2 separate regions of the Zea mays genome follow, and region 1 is linked to region 2. A link is a contact called in public Hi-C data. All regions are on one chromosome and are shown on one strand. The core of a region is the stretch at or near the end of the contact, and the rest is flanking DNA. Distances in the headings are between cores, read along the strand shown.

Region 1 (6,910 bases), core at 4,108-6,607, 570 kb before region 2:
GAACCACAAGAAAAGAGTGCAGTGTTAACAAGTACCAATATAACATAATCAATATGCCATTATGCAAGAATAGAAAGAGCAAAAAACTTCAAGAATAAGTTTAGTGTAAAGAACCAGACTCCAATATGTATGCCACTTCTGTGATGTGATGATAACTGCAATACAGTGTGCTCTACCCACCTTCCTGCTATCCAGCATTCGAAATTTTAGTAGTTGTCTGTTCCTATCAAAATCAGCAATCCGGCCATCACCAGCCTGAAAGAATGGTGCATCTGATGGAAGAACTCTTTGAACAGATAAAGGTAAAGGAAAAGAAGCACAAAACCCCCTTTGCCAATATTGCCATAAACTGCTAGCCAACACTGACTGTGTCAAGTTCAGATCAGCTTTAATAAGATTTGAACCAACACGATACACTGGCACTGGAAGAATATACTGAGACAAACCATAAGGGATCTGGCCTGCATGAAATCATCTGTTACAATAAATTAAATGGAAACATTCATAATGCATAATGTGTATGAATTATGGAATTATACAGTCAAGTAATCAACACGATAAGAGAGCAATTGTACATATAGCAAACCTGAAACAGAGATCATAGAGTGTTTTGTAAGCTCTAGCTTTCTCCAATCATGATGCTCAAAATGCTGCCACTGGCACTCTTCGTCATTGCATTTTCCTCGAAGCTCAAACATGCAAAAGGGCCAGAAGGGATCAATCACACTGTGCACCATATTATTATCATTTTGGGTAGTTGGGAGCATCTTCATATTTTCTCCAACAAGGTCGTGTATCATATCTTGTACACTTCCTGTAACTTCAGACACTGCATCACTGGTCAGATGGTCATTTTTGTAATCTGAAAGCTCCTTGCAAATCCCAGGAAATGCCCGCTTGATTTGTCTAGCAGCATTTAGTGGAGCTGAAGAAGGAAAAATAAGACTGTCCATAACCAATGGCATGCATAACTCTTTGAGAGAGGAAATGTTGTCCTCAGGATCACAGTTGCCCATTGAAGGACCACTACAAGAATTAGAGAGGCCAACAGTTTTTTCAGCACCATCATTTTCCAGCTCCATTGTACCTGCACAACAAAATAAAGTATTGCTACACAGAAGTTCACATGTGTGGTGTAGATAAGTTCATCATTTCCTAAAAGAAGACGAGGAAACAGAAAAACATAACTTCTAGCCACACTAGGATATTCAGGAGTATGCCCAATTGTCTGTATAGACAGTTTAAGATCTTTGCTATCCATCACCATAAAAAAGAAAGAATCAATGCCTCCAAATAGTAACGACTTCCTCCTACAGGACTCAAATTTTAATAGATTTCCATGCAAGATAACACAAGGATAAAAAGATGATGGCATTATAGTGATAAAACTCACTATCATCAGTAATATTTATGTAAAAAAGAACATACCCAGTGCCGGAGGCTCCCACATGAGTGGGGTCTAGAAAAGGGGTAAACCGAGGCCAGCCTTCCACCGCAAATGCGGAGAGGTTGCTTCGAACCCGTGACCCGGTGACATAGTGAGACAGCTCTCACCACTGCACCAGGCCTGTCCTTCTCAGTAATATTTATTAAAGATGATTCATATTTTGTGTGTGTGTGTGTGTGTTAACAAACCTAAACATAGTCACCACAAAGATGGAAGTTTATTGATTAGCTTATGGATGGATGCTTGCAAGGTAAATCAGTATATATTGCGACGCCTCAACGCATATACAGATCATTAAATCTAGAATTAGAAGTACTAATAGAAACCCAAGTGGTATAACCTTCAAGAGTAGTTGTCATAATATTCTGCTCTGCTTCCTGTAACTGATGTCCAACATATGCAGACTGCTTGCCATGTTCTGCAGCTACTTTCCCAACAGCAAGTCCTTCAGTACCTTCATCAATGGTGCCATTCAAACATGATTTCTTCCCAAACCTTTCCACCAATCTAGACCTCAAAGAAGCTTCTAAAAGTTCATAATCCTCACCACCGTCACCAGAAACTTGTCTGTTTTCCTCTGCATATACATGTATAGTTTCTTCCATTTGATTCTCAACATCCAGAGCACATTCTGATCTTGCCTGTCTAGTCGGGAACAGAAGATCATCCTCCATATAATCTGAAAGGATGCTGTCAGCATTGACAGCACTCACAGAGCTGGGATCAGCTGTGCTGGCAGCAAGCTTATCACAATAGTGTGGACGTGCTTCATCTTCATGCTTATCAATTTGCTGCTGAGAAGGTTCTTCAGGACACAGCCTGTGTCTACCACCCTGATTTTCAGGAATCTGACTAACTGCATGAATCTGAGAATTGAGCAGTGATGGCATTGCAAGGCCATCTTCAGGATTCCGAATACTCAAAGACTGCACCAAAGAAGAATTCTCTGCAATTAAACCATGGACTTGTGAAGAGCAAATCTCCCTTTTTCTACGAAGAATTGCACATCTTTCATTTGCCTCAAGTAAAGCTCTTTGTGCTTTGCGATAAGCTCTAAGAGCTTCTCTTTCTTCAGCTTCACATTTTTGTCTATGCTCCTGAGCATCCTCCAATTCCTTGTCTTGTAATTCTTCCATCTCAAGTAGAGAGAACAATATTGTGTTCTGTGTCTCTACGCCTATCTGGCCACTGCTGTTCAAACATTCGTCATTCTGCGGGGAAAAAAAGAGGGGAATTGATCAATTGACCTTACCTTACTCATGATTCAAATTATCTGTGCTTTACTGCTGTAATAAAAAATTAATGTAACTAACACAGAAATTTGACACTGAAATCATGATTCCAGAAAAAGAAACTAAAATGAGTTCAACAATCAAATCAAAGCATGCACATGCTGAAATACATGCTTCCAGAAGGAACCCTTCTCAGTTAGTCAGTTTAGTGTCAGGTATAATCAGTACAAATTTCTAGTGGCTCCAAATTGCTACCATATGTGTCTCAGTTGCATTCAAGCTCAATAGTTCATTCCAGGGGGGCATTCTAGCAGGTTAGCAACACAGCAGAAGTATTAACTGAGCATTGACTAATTAGATGTATTACTAATAAACAAGAAAAATAAGTAGAGCATCACAAAAGTGCAGAACTAACCTCCTTTCCAGGTTGCAATTGTGGTGTTCCGTCTAACACAGGTGAAGTACCAACAGCCAGTACCTGTTGCCTAGCTTGGGCTGACGTCACAGGGGCCAACGCACTTGTATCTTCTGGTATAGTTTGTGTGTCAGTAAATGGTGGTTGTGCTGCAAGCCCATCATGTGACTCAAGCATAACATGGTTCTCAGCACCTCCTGAATCTTTGTGGTGACGTAGGCTCTTAGTTGCCCCACCTTGTTGTATTTGATCTGCAAGTTCTGTTGTGTCTGTTGTATCTGTTTCATTAACATTAAGGTTCATAGTAATTCCATTTTCAGACCGATTTGTCACTTCTGAAGATTGCACATTGGTTTTTCCTGATATAGAACCAATAGGTGCCAATGGTGTCAGGTCACTACAAAATTGGTTGTACTGCTGATTGAGCTTCAACCTTTTATTTGGTCCTCCACTATGTTCAGACAGACTATTAAAGCGTGAATATTCACCAATGCTGGAAGCTTCAAGCCTTATCTTTTCAGATGGCAGCCTTGGCTGATTGGAAGAAAAATCTGCATTCTTTGTAGCAACAGCGGACAAAGGTCTTTTTTGACCTTTTAGTTCATTTTCTTTAGCAGCTATCTTATGGCGCAAGATTTCTAACCTATGATCTTCAGAATGTACTCCTACCCCATTTTGAACTTTCTGTTTAGACTTTAGAGGATTAACTTGGCGGACAGGCAGCTCTTTCCTGAAAAAGGTATTACCTGATGCCCTGCCGGCCCCAACATTTCTATGTGTGAATGGAAAAGCAGGCAAGTGTGCAGGACCTACTTTTGAACCAAGGTTTTTCTGCTGAGATACTTCCTCTCTCATGATCCTAGTTTGCATACTGTTCCCTGTTCTCTGTGTACCTTGAGAGCTAGCCTTCCTAACTTTATCTCGCCCTGTCTTCCCAGAGTCTGCCCCACTATCATCATCTGAGAAAGTTATCAGAAGGTTATCACTTGACACAGGCTTCTGCCATGAAAGATTCCGGTTAGTGCCAGGTTTGAATTGCCCCTGATTCACCCTCATGATCTTCTTGTAACTTGGAGCAGACGCTTTATGATTCAGAGCATTTGAGACAATCAAGGTGTTACTGCCTATTAAGTCAGAGAATAAGAGGTATCAGGTAACGCAGCCAGATCAGTAAAGAAGCAGGCCATCAATACATGGAAGGAAACTGGCATAAAACATGAAACACAGGATCGCTAATCACCTTTACCGAGGAGACTTGCCGATGGCACTTGAGATCCAGCCTCCACAAACTTCCCAAGAATGGATGCGGCACCTAGCTGAGTTTGCAGAGTCTGTTCGAAGCAATTTAATGAGTATGATAAGCGACAAATGTTGCAAATCTAAGCTCACGTATCGGCAATAAATGCATTGGTATGTTCATACATAGGTACATAACACAAAAGGGTGACAGATATGCAATCATGTATGTACATGCTAAATATGAGAAATCGATAAATGCAGTGCATAAATAGATCAATCAGAATCTCACAGCACTTAAAGCGCCAGTCATGTACACCGTACAGTACCCAAACCAACAACACCGACTTGGCAACTACAACTTCAAGGCAGCTCAACCATAACAGCAGAATCAGATCGCATTTAAGCCCTAGATGGTTGTCATAGTCCTAACTCCTAAACACCGAACAACGAGCTTCTAAGCATGCATCCAATCCCATTCCCATACTGGAAGCCCTCTTCCGGTCGCTGCCAGGTCTTAGAGCCACAGCCAGTGCCACAACAGCGCGTCCATCCCCCAACAATTCGCCAAGCTACAAATCAAGCACGCTTCATCAGAACACCTAAGCAAGGAAGCATCCAGCACCGCCAATCCAAGTTCGGTACCCTAGCCGCGGGACGAGTCAAAAGCGTCAACGGCAAGCAACTGTAGAGCGGACGCGATAGAGCTGAAGCAGCTAGATCCGGGGACGAGCGAGCGAGCGCGGGTCGAGAAGGCGCGAGAGCTCACCTCGTCGTCGTCGGCGCCGGAGGAGAGCTCGCCTTCTTCGCGCACCCTCGCAACCGCTGTCACCGGCGGCGGAGGAGGAGGAGGAGGAGGAGGAGGAGGACGACGATGCGGGACCGCGCTAGGGTTCTGCGAGGCGGCGGGCGCGGGTTTCGAGCCCGTCATGGGAGGGAGGAAGCGAGGCGACGGTTTTGGCGACGCGGCCGCGTCGTTTTCGCCGCGTGCCGTCGCGCCCTCGTCCTCCGAGAACGGAAAGGGTAGGGGAAAGCAGCTACGATTTTTTTTTTGTCGTAGGCGCCGAGATCCTGACCGGTGGGGCCCGCAAGTATGGAGAGAGCCAGAGAGGGCGGCGGCGTGGCCCCGTGGGCGCGAGAGGGATTCCAATTCCCACGTTTTTTGTCTGCGGGGCCGTCGGATTTTCGGGGCTCACGCTATAGGTTGCCAAACGGGCCGGGCTATATGGGCCAGCACGAAACACGACTATTTTAATATGACACGAACACAGCACGTGTAACGCCCCGAATTTTTGCAGTTGAATTTTTTTTCTTTTCTTTACTCGCCAAAATTCGGGCGTTACCTTTTCTTTTTCTTTTTCCCTCGCTAAACCTTGACCTTTTCCAAAGTTCTAGCGGGATTCGGTTTGGAATTCCCGTATGTATAAAAACCCTAAATACTTTATGTTGTTTGATGCACCATGCCGAACCTTGCATTTCTTTTGATTGCTTTGAAAGTGCAAATGCATTCATGTAGAAAGATCGGATTTCGAAAATGTTTTCTTTCTCTTTTCTTTCTCTTTTCTCTCTCTCTTTCTCTCTCCTTTTTTTTTCTCTCTCTCCCGCGCCGTGGGCCGACCCCGGCCGGCCCAGCCGCCCCCTGGCGCCCCCCTCTTGGGCCTAGTAGGCCCAGCCGCCCCTCCCCCTCTTTCCCTTATCCCCTAACCCTCTCCCTCTCCCCCCTCATTTTCTCCCTCCCCACCCAAGCCGCCGCCCCCTACCCGCCCCCTGCCCTAGCCGCCGCCCCTGCCTAGGCCGCCGCCCCTCCCCGTCGCCGTTCGGCCGCCCCGCTCGGCCGCCCCGTCCCCGTCGCCGGTGAGCTTCCCCCTCCCCCTCTCCTCCCTCCCCCATCCCCTCCCCCCTTTCCCCATGGCCGGTTCGGCCGCCTCCCTGCCCGCCGGTTCGGCCGCCCCGCCCCCCGGCTCGGCCGCCCCCTGCGCCGCCTCCCTGCCCGCCGGTTCGGCCGCCCCTGCGCCCAGCGGCTCGGCCGCCCCGCCCCCCTGCTCGGCCGCCCCCCTGCGCCGCCCGCGCCCGCGCCCCGCCTAGGGCCGGTTCAACCGCCCTAGGGCCGGTTCAACCGCCCCCCCCCTTCTGTTTTTTTATTTTTTTTTATTTTATTTTATTTACTTTCTGTGATCATAATTACTGTATTTTAAGTAGGCTAATCACTGTTTATGCTATGGGAAATAGGAAGTTTAATTTAAAATTCCGTTATGCTATTGATTCACGTAGTTAATTGTTTACCCTGTGCAATGTTGATCAACTAAAAGTGATTAGGTTTCCATCAGTATATATAAATATATGTAACAGAATTCTTTTGTTAAGAACCATTTGTAAGTGATCGTTAGTGCATAAGATTTAACCCCCCTGCGAGACCTTTCCCGTTTCTTTCTAACCATAACAAATGCGTTATCGAATGTCATACTTGATGCATATTCGCTTTATTTGTTATCTTGTATGGTGTACTGTTCTTTTGTATTAAATATGTGGATGTATGTATGTATGTTTGCGCTCGCATAGAGAACGATCCGGTCGAAGAGC
Region 2 (7,018 bases), core at 3,802-6,301:
ACAGCTGAGTTTTCAGAGTTATATTTCACTGATAGTGGTTATTGGTCAGTGTTCCCCCTAAAGCTAGTTGCAATAAGGATTAAGGAATTTCCAAAATATTATACTATAATGATAACCATCAATTTGTAAAAATACCACAAATCTACAACTATATACCTGAGACTCATAATCGAGTGAAGCTGGCATATCATCAGGTACAATCGCAGGTTGCAGCTGCGAAGCAATCTCAGGTTGTTGGCCATGATCGATATTATTCCTCAGATCAGTTGTGGAACTTTCTCCCCGTCCATGACTTCCGAATTTATTAGCTGGCCTATCTTTAGAAGGACCATGGTAACTGTTTCTTGAAGAATCACTTTTCCTATGTACATGATCGCTAATTGAATCACCAAGCTTTTCAGCTTTGCTAAATTCAGTTAACTGTGGATGTGCCGGACCAAGAATTGTACCCTTGATGGGCACGTTTGGTAGTCTCTGCACCGCAGGAGAAACACAGGAAACAGAAACTGCCGGGTCAGATTTGCATGCCATACCCATGACATCATTAGATGAAACATCAGTGCTTTTTTTATGCTTATTGAATTCCTTGGACGAAGCTGATTCTGGGAGATTACGTGCATCAACATTTCTGGCTTTGTTGTTCAAACTCTCAATTTTCTCTATTAAAGCTGCATTCTTCTTAATTACAGGATGCAGTGCAGCTGAACCATCCTCCTTGAATTTCTTGCGCAGAGTGCCATCGCCAGTTTCTCTGTGATGGGAATGTGCATTGTCATAAACAGACAAATGTTCTGTACCAACCGAACCTCTCTGATTAGGCACCGATTTTGTAAGTACCCTGGTTCTTTCACTTTCACTAAAGGTGTCCCTTGTATCTGTCCTCATGTTCACATCAGTCCGGTTTCCATCAGGATGTGGAAGAAGTGGCGATGCTGGCTGCGCATTCCTTTCAAATTCACGGGAACCTCCTAGACGATCAGAATTATCATGCAAACTCCCAGGGTTTCCTCGATGAAACACATGTATTTTATCATATTCCAGCTGCTCCCTTGGAACTGTTTCATGTCTGCCTGGTCTGTTTTGAGGATGTCCAGGGTGAAACCTGTCATTCTGATTAGGGAATTGATTTAATATTCCAGGACCTCCAACAAAATGAGGATCTCTAACATTGGCATTATTGAAATGTGCTCGAGGGCCATAATACCCATCATACGGCACTGGACCCTGATAAACTGGTCTGACTGGAATAACAGGCTGATTCATAATATAGGAATTAGGAGGCGTAGGATGATACACATCTCCATTTTTAGCCTGATATCCACCATGCCCTGGGCCCTGCCTTGCTGCAACTTCAGAGTTGGGTGGGAACTGACCATAATAACCAAATGGTTCGACAGGAAAACTACCAGGGGGGCCAACTGGTCTGTATGGCCCACCTGGCACTAGTCCTCTATGCCACATTCCCTCAGGGGGGTGACCAGGAGGTGCACGCCATGAATCAAACTGCGGATGAGGCATAGGAAAATTTGGTGGATATGGCCGCGGTTGCAGGCCTTCATTTGGCACATTTGTGGCGAGGACAGGAGCACCTCCAGTGTGTGCATGCTGCTCTGTCTTCATGATATCAACAGGTTGATTATTGGATTGTGAAATTAATTCACCATTTCCTAGCACACAAGATATTTCCCATTACTAGGTCAGGCAATACGTATCGAACAATAGTTGCTGCTATCAACCTACGTTGTAATGATGAAATATATTATACCAGTTGTTAGGCTCTTCACTTGTTCACCTTGCGACACCTCTTTACCCGAACTAGAAATTGGGCGCCCTTTCGAACTATGGCCTGGAATAAAAAAAGACATGTAAAGAGAACTCTCCCTATACACAAACTAAGTAGATGACACAGGCCATTGTAATTCAAAAAAAAAATACGAAAAAAACATATTTGCCCAAATAATTTACCAATGCTAGCATTTATATCTAGCACATATGTAGTATTCAAGGCAGCTCATAATTTGACATGCTAAACATAAAAACTATACAACCAAAGAAACAATATGGCAGGGGCAGAAAGCTTGAAAACAAAAAAAATATAGACAGCACTTTGTGTTGCACATAGTTACCTCGTTGACTATTTGCTTCAGAGCCAAGTGTTGGGAAATCACCAGTACTTAGTGTGAACCCAGGCCCATGTGATGAAGACCCCTACACAGGTAAAATACATATATATGAACTGAATAACATATTGAATTGAATCCTGATCTAGACCCAGTTCTAGGCCTGCAGCATTACCGGTCTATCAATAGTCCTTATCGACGCTTTCACATTATCTGAAGCATTATCCGCAAATCGAGAAAGTTGTGAACTTCCGGGTCTTGTTTCCGCACTTCGGGGACGATTTGTGGCCATTGGTAGATGAGATGATGGAAATGTGCCTGATGCTGAAGATGGGCGAGAATTTGGACCCCAAGCATTGGGTGAACCAAGTGGTTCACTTCCAGCTGTTGATGGCCTTGAGCCTCCGCCAGAGGACGGTCGACCATTGAAGTGGCTAGATGAACTGGAACTTCCATCGTTCTTGGTAGACAGAATTGACGAGGAACTCCATGCATTTGGTGTTGTGGATGGTGCTTTGCTGCCCCAGGTGTGGGTGCCCCTACCATTGAAATAGAAATCACATGACACGGTAATTTTGGGAGACCATTGAGACCATCCTAAACCTTAAAACACTGAATCATATGAGTAGTTAGGAAACAAGGATGCATACTTACTTTGGAACCAGTTCTAGATTGGGATCAAGACCATTGTTTTCCAACCTAAATAAAAAATAACCAAATCAATCCACTTATAGAAAAAGTATATAGAGTTAATGATTTGCTAACAATAGCCAATACAAAAATTGTTACCTCTGGCTTGGTAAATTAATAGGTTTTGGGACTTTTCCTAGAACAGTCATACCAGATTTCCTTGCAGGAGTAGCACCCCATCTGAAGGAAGTCATAAGGAATAATTGATTATGCAAGTACAAAGAGAATTTTTTGCAAACAGTACAACCAAAAAATTGTACCGATACAAATTATAAATACAAAATATCCCACTAAACGTCATCACAAAACAAGGCAGTTCATAATATGGACATGAACATGATATCAATCAGCAGGTGTAACAGAATAATTGTTACAGGTGGGACAATATCCAGGAAAGAAAGTTATGTTCATAAGCTTTTGAGATAACTAGGACATGGCTAGTTCTGGATGGGCCAAGATGTTTTGCCTTATCGCCTCAATTTGTGATATGTACATGCAATTGTGTGACATACTTATGTTATTGTACAATCATTAATTAGGGATTCTCAGCTTAAATATTACCTCCTATGATCACAAATGTAAGTCCATTTGGGTCTATCTTAAGTCGGAATTTTTCAACTTTTACTGGCAATATCTACAAAAATATTTACCCCAATGAGAAGAGTTATATATTCTAAAGTACTCCTTCTTCCAAATTATAAGTCGCTTTGAATTTTCTGGTACATTGAATTTACTATGTATATATACATAACGTATATTTAGATACATAGCAAATTCGATGCGCCAGAAAAAAGTCAAAGTGCCTTCTAATCTGGAACGGAGGGAGTAGTTTTCACAATGAATCTACTAGTTTCAATCTTGTGTTCAAAATGTTGACACCAATGGTCAAGATAAGAATAAAGTTTAACATGACAAACCTACAATAACTTATATTTGTGATAAGAGATTAGTACAAATAGAGCATCACAGCTTTTTACTAAGCACACCATAAAACCACAAATAGATCCCAAAAAAAGTTAAGCAAAAAAACAGAAGGCTTGATTGAAAGATGGAAAAGGGTAAGCAAGCTATCAAGACAGGAGGACCATGTGCACAAAACCATAAGCATAAATCCAGAATTTCAGAACGAACTCACAGCAAGAGCATAAAATCACTACATCCTTCATCGACCTCTGTCCACACAAGTTGGATTACCGGACAAATCCAATGGCCAAACTGACAAAATCTTCATATAATTGTCACCAATAAAACACTTTGGTTCCAGCATGATGACACAAGTGCCACGCCAGCTGGACTTTGTAGCTCCATTAAGCCGATTGGCCAATCAGCAGCTCAATATCAAACCCCACCATCCAAAAGCTGGAATAATGGGTATTTTGGCACTTAAAACATTGACTCCTTGTTATAAATGCAACTGTATCTATGAATTGTGGGTCTAGCTGAGTCTATAGAATGTGGTCCTGATGACAATTTTGTGAACCCCTTTTGTTGTAATGGCAAATATCCAATTAGCATCTATACCTCCAAAATAAATTGACAGAGGCTGCTGCTCCCACAACCTCACTACACCAAATAGATACTAATTTTCTAGTTTTTTAAAGAAAAAAACACAGGTATCAATGCACAGGCACTACACGATCAAACCAGAATTGCGAATGGAAAATTTAAGAAAATAATTGTAACGTGTGGGAGCGTGGGATGGAGACCACGAACCTCCTGTCCGTGGTGAGCAGACTCGAGGCCATGGCCCCTCTTCCCCGCGAAGAAACTCCCCCGGAAAACGCCTCTCTAATTCCCCGGTGATAAATCGAGCGGGGTCAACTGCGTAGCGCGACCGAGGCCGCGGAAGATCGAGATCTCTGGTGCTGCCTCCAAGGGGGCGCGGGGAGACAGGGGAACGCCGAAACCCTAGGGGTCGAACGGAGAAAGCGATCAGCGCGGGAAGCGGTCCGCTCGGATCAGCGGCGCACAACGCGAACGCGGATGCCGCGGGGCAGGAAGGGGTAAACGGCTCCTCGTCGCGCTGCCGTCCGGCGAACGGCGGCGGGGGAGGAGGATGACAGGTGGGGCCCCCTCGTCGGAGTCGGCGGCGGAATGCCGAGGCGACGGGGGAACGGGGAAGAGAGAAGGTTGGAGAGGGCCAGAGGCCAGAGGGGTTCGTGAGAGCGAAAATAATAAAAAGGGTCAGAGAGGACGGACGCGTGGCATGGCGTGAATGGACGCGGGGACGGGAGCCCGTGCGCTCTCCTGCACTGGCGGTGGCGGAACAGGAGCGGAGGGAGATTCGTAGATGGTAGAGACTGGCGGTGGGTACCCGTAGATGATTTTTTTCAAATTTTTTGAATTTAGAACGAATTTGAAAAAAAAACCGGTGGTTAACAAAAACCGCACTCCGTCGGTTTTTATCGGTTTTGTAAACCTTGGACACTAGACAGGTGAATTGAGGGCTTGACTGCTTGAGGGTCTATGTGGAAGTAAAATATTTTTTTATTTTTAGGTACTATGGTTAGTAATAGTATTTTATATCATAAAGTGTTTGGTTGGTATTTGGTTGTGATTCTAAAAATTTTCAAAATCATGGTATTTTGAAAAAGGTCACTTGCGTTGTCCTTCAGGGGCGATACGGGCGGAAACTCATGTCGTGTCGCCCGTAATCGTCGCCCTTCTCCACCACTTCGTCGTCGTCTGAGCACACGGCTGGGAGACCCGTGTCGATGCTAGGAAGGCGGCAGCGGGGCTCAATTCAGCCTCTCATGTCTAGAGATGTCAATGGGGTATTCCCCACAGGGTTATAGCATCCCAGACTCATCCCATCATATCTGATCCATCCCCATACACATCATCATACCCATCATGGGTGCAAAACTCATCTCCATTCGGGTTTCGGGTCCCCAATGGGTCCACATCCCCAATTAAAGGATAACTAGGTACTAACAGCTAGTACAAACTATCCAGATTTCATACATCACCACATCGGCAAGCACTCATCCATGAACCATGATCCATTCATCCATCCATAAAAAAACTGTACTTCAGGACCAATAGAAGAAATGGAGAAATAGAGTCTCCTTACCTTCCTTGGTCACCATCCGAGTTCGTTGGCGTCTGAGAATCCATGGTCGTTACCGTCGTCCTAGTCTCCTAGCAGTCGGCGTAGTGTATGGCTGGTTATTTTAGGATTTCGTTTTTTGCTATTCTGCTAGTTGCCTTGTTAGGCTAGGACCTGGTGTTTGGTGCGCTGCCGTGCTGGGTTTGGTGGCCGGCTCGACCTCAACTCATTCATACAAACAGGACAGGTGTACACATATGAAATATCCATGGGTAATCAGGTTCGGATTATTGCTTCCCAAACCCATACCCGTTTACCCAATGGGTGGAGATTTTGTCCCATATCCATACCCATGGGGACATTTTTTGTCCCATACTCGTACCCTAATAGGGGAATTCCCCACGGGTTAGCCAGTATCGGGTCCCCATTGACATATCTACTCATGTCCCTTCTCCCCTCCACCTCCCTTTACCTTCAAGCTCTAGTCGATAATCGCCCCGTTGCTAGAGCCTCGCCGACGGCAAGATCAGACGCCCCTAAGATGGATCTGGGCCGCCCGAGGGTGGATCTAGCATGCCGTCGCAGTTCCGGTATACCCTTGGCCATCGGCTGTAGTTGTTGCGGTCCTCACCCTGGCAGCGCGTGGGCCGCGGCGCGCCCCTCTACTCGCCCCGGCCATAGCGGGGTGGTGGAGATGGTGATCATACTGCTGACCACGTTCGTCGTGTGTGTCATGTACGTTGTCGGCCTCAACGCATTGGTTCAGATCTATAGTTGAGTCTAGGCCCTACTACTCCCCTCCGCCCCACACCTTTTCCTCCGCTCAGTCCCCCGCTACCGCCTTCCAGTGGCCACGGACCTTCGCCACATGTGCTCCACTGTTGTTTTCCGTCTCCGTTCCCTGTCTTTGCTATCGAAGTTTTTTCCCTTGACCTCCGGCAAGGTCTCTATGATTGAGTGCTTCTTTAGCCTCTATATCATCGACTCCTTGCCCTCGGGCCACCCAAAACGTTGTGCCGACACTTGTGTCCAAAGGTTCGGGTGGCCGTGCAGCGACGACCACGTTGGTTATGGGCGAAAGCGTTGCTTGGCTTTCTGCCAGCCTCGGCTTGATGGCCCTTCTATGTCATTCACCTTATTGGAGGCAATTTTGTGATGC

The links. A called contact is a pair of places that touch in the nucleus more often than the background predicts.
Region 1: a Hi-C map of ear shows a contact between it and region 2, with 2.5 times the contacts expected there. The contact joins the promoter of LOC100502213 here to the promoter of LOC103639563 in region 2. A contact is called at or near these places in 3 of 25 Hi-C or Micro-C datasets (ear, endosperm and tassel).

Annotation. Positions count from the first base shown.
Region 1 is chr1:153,861,875-153,868,784 of Zm-B73-REFERENCE-NAM-5.0, reverse strand. LOC100502213 reads right to left here and starts at 5,357. Exons shown (of 9, transcript NM_001363234.1): 1 at 5,100-5,357; 2 at 4,335-4,425; 3 at 3,095-4,218; 4 at 1,788-2,658; 5 at 587-1,087; 6 at 181-461. The coding sequence starts at 5,261.
Region 2 is chr1:153,293,742-153,300,759 of Zm-B73-REFERENCE-NAM-5.0, reverse strand. It overlaps LOC103639563 (protein MODIFIER OF SNC1 1), which reads right to left and starts at 5,051. Exons shown (of 9, transcript XR_559530.3): 1 at 4,524-5,051; 2 at 2,910-2,990; 3 at 2,775-2,819; 4 at 2,296-2,659; 5 at 2,127-2,208; 6 at 1,766-1,846; 7 at 157-1,667.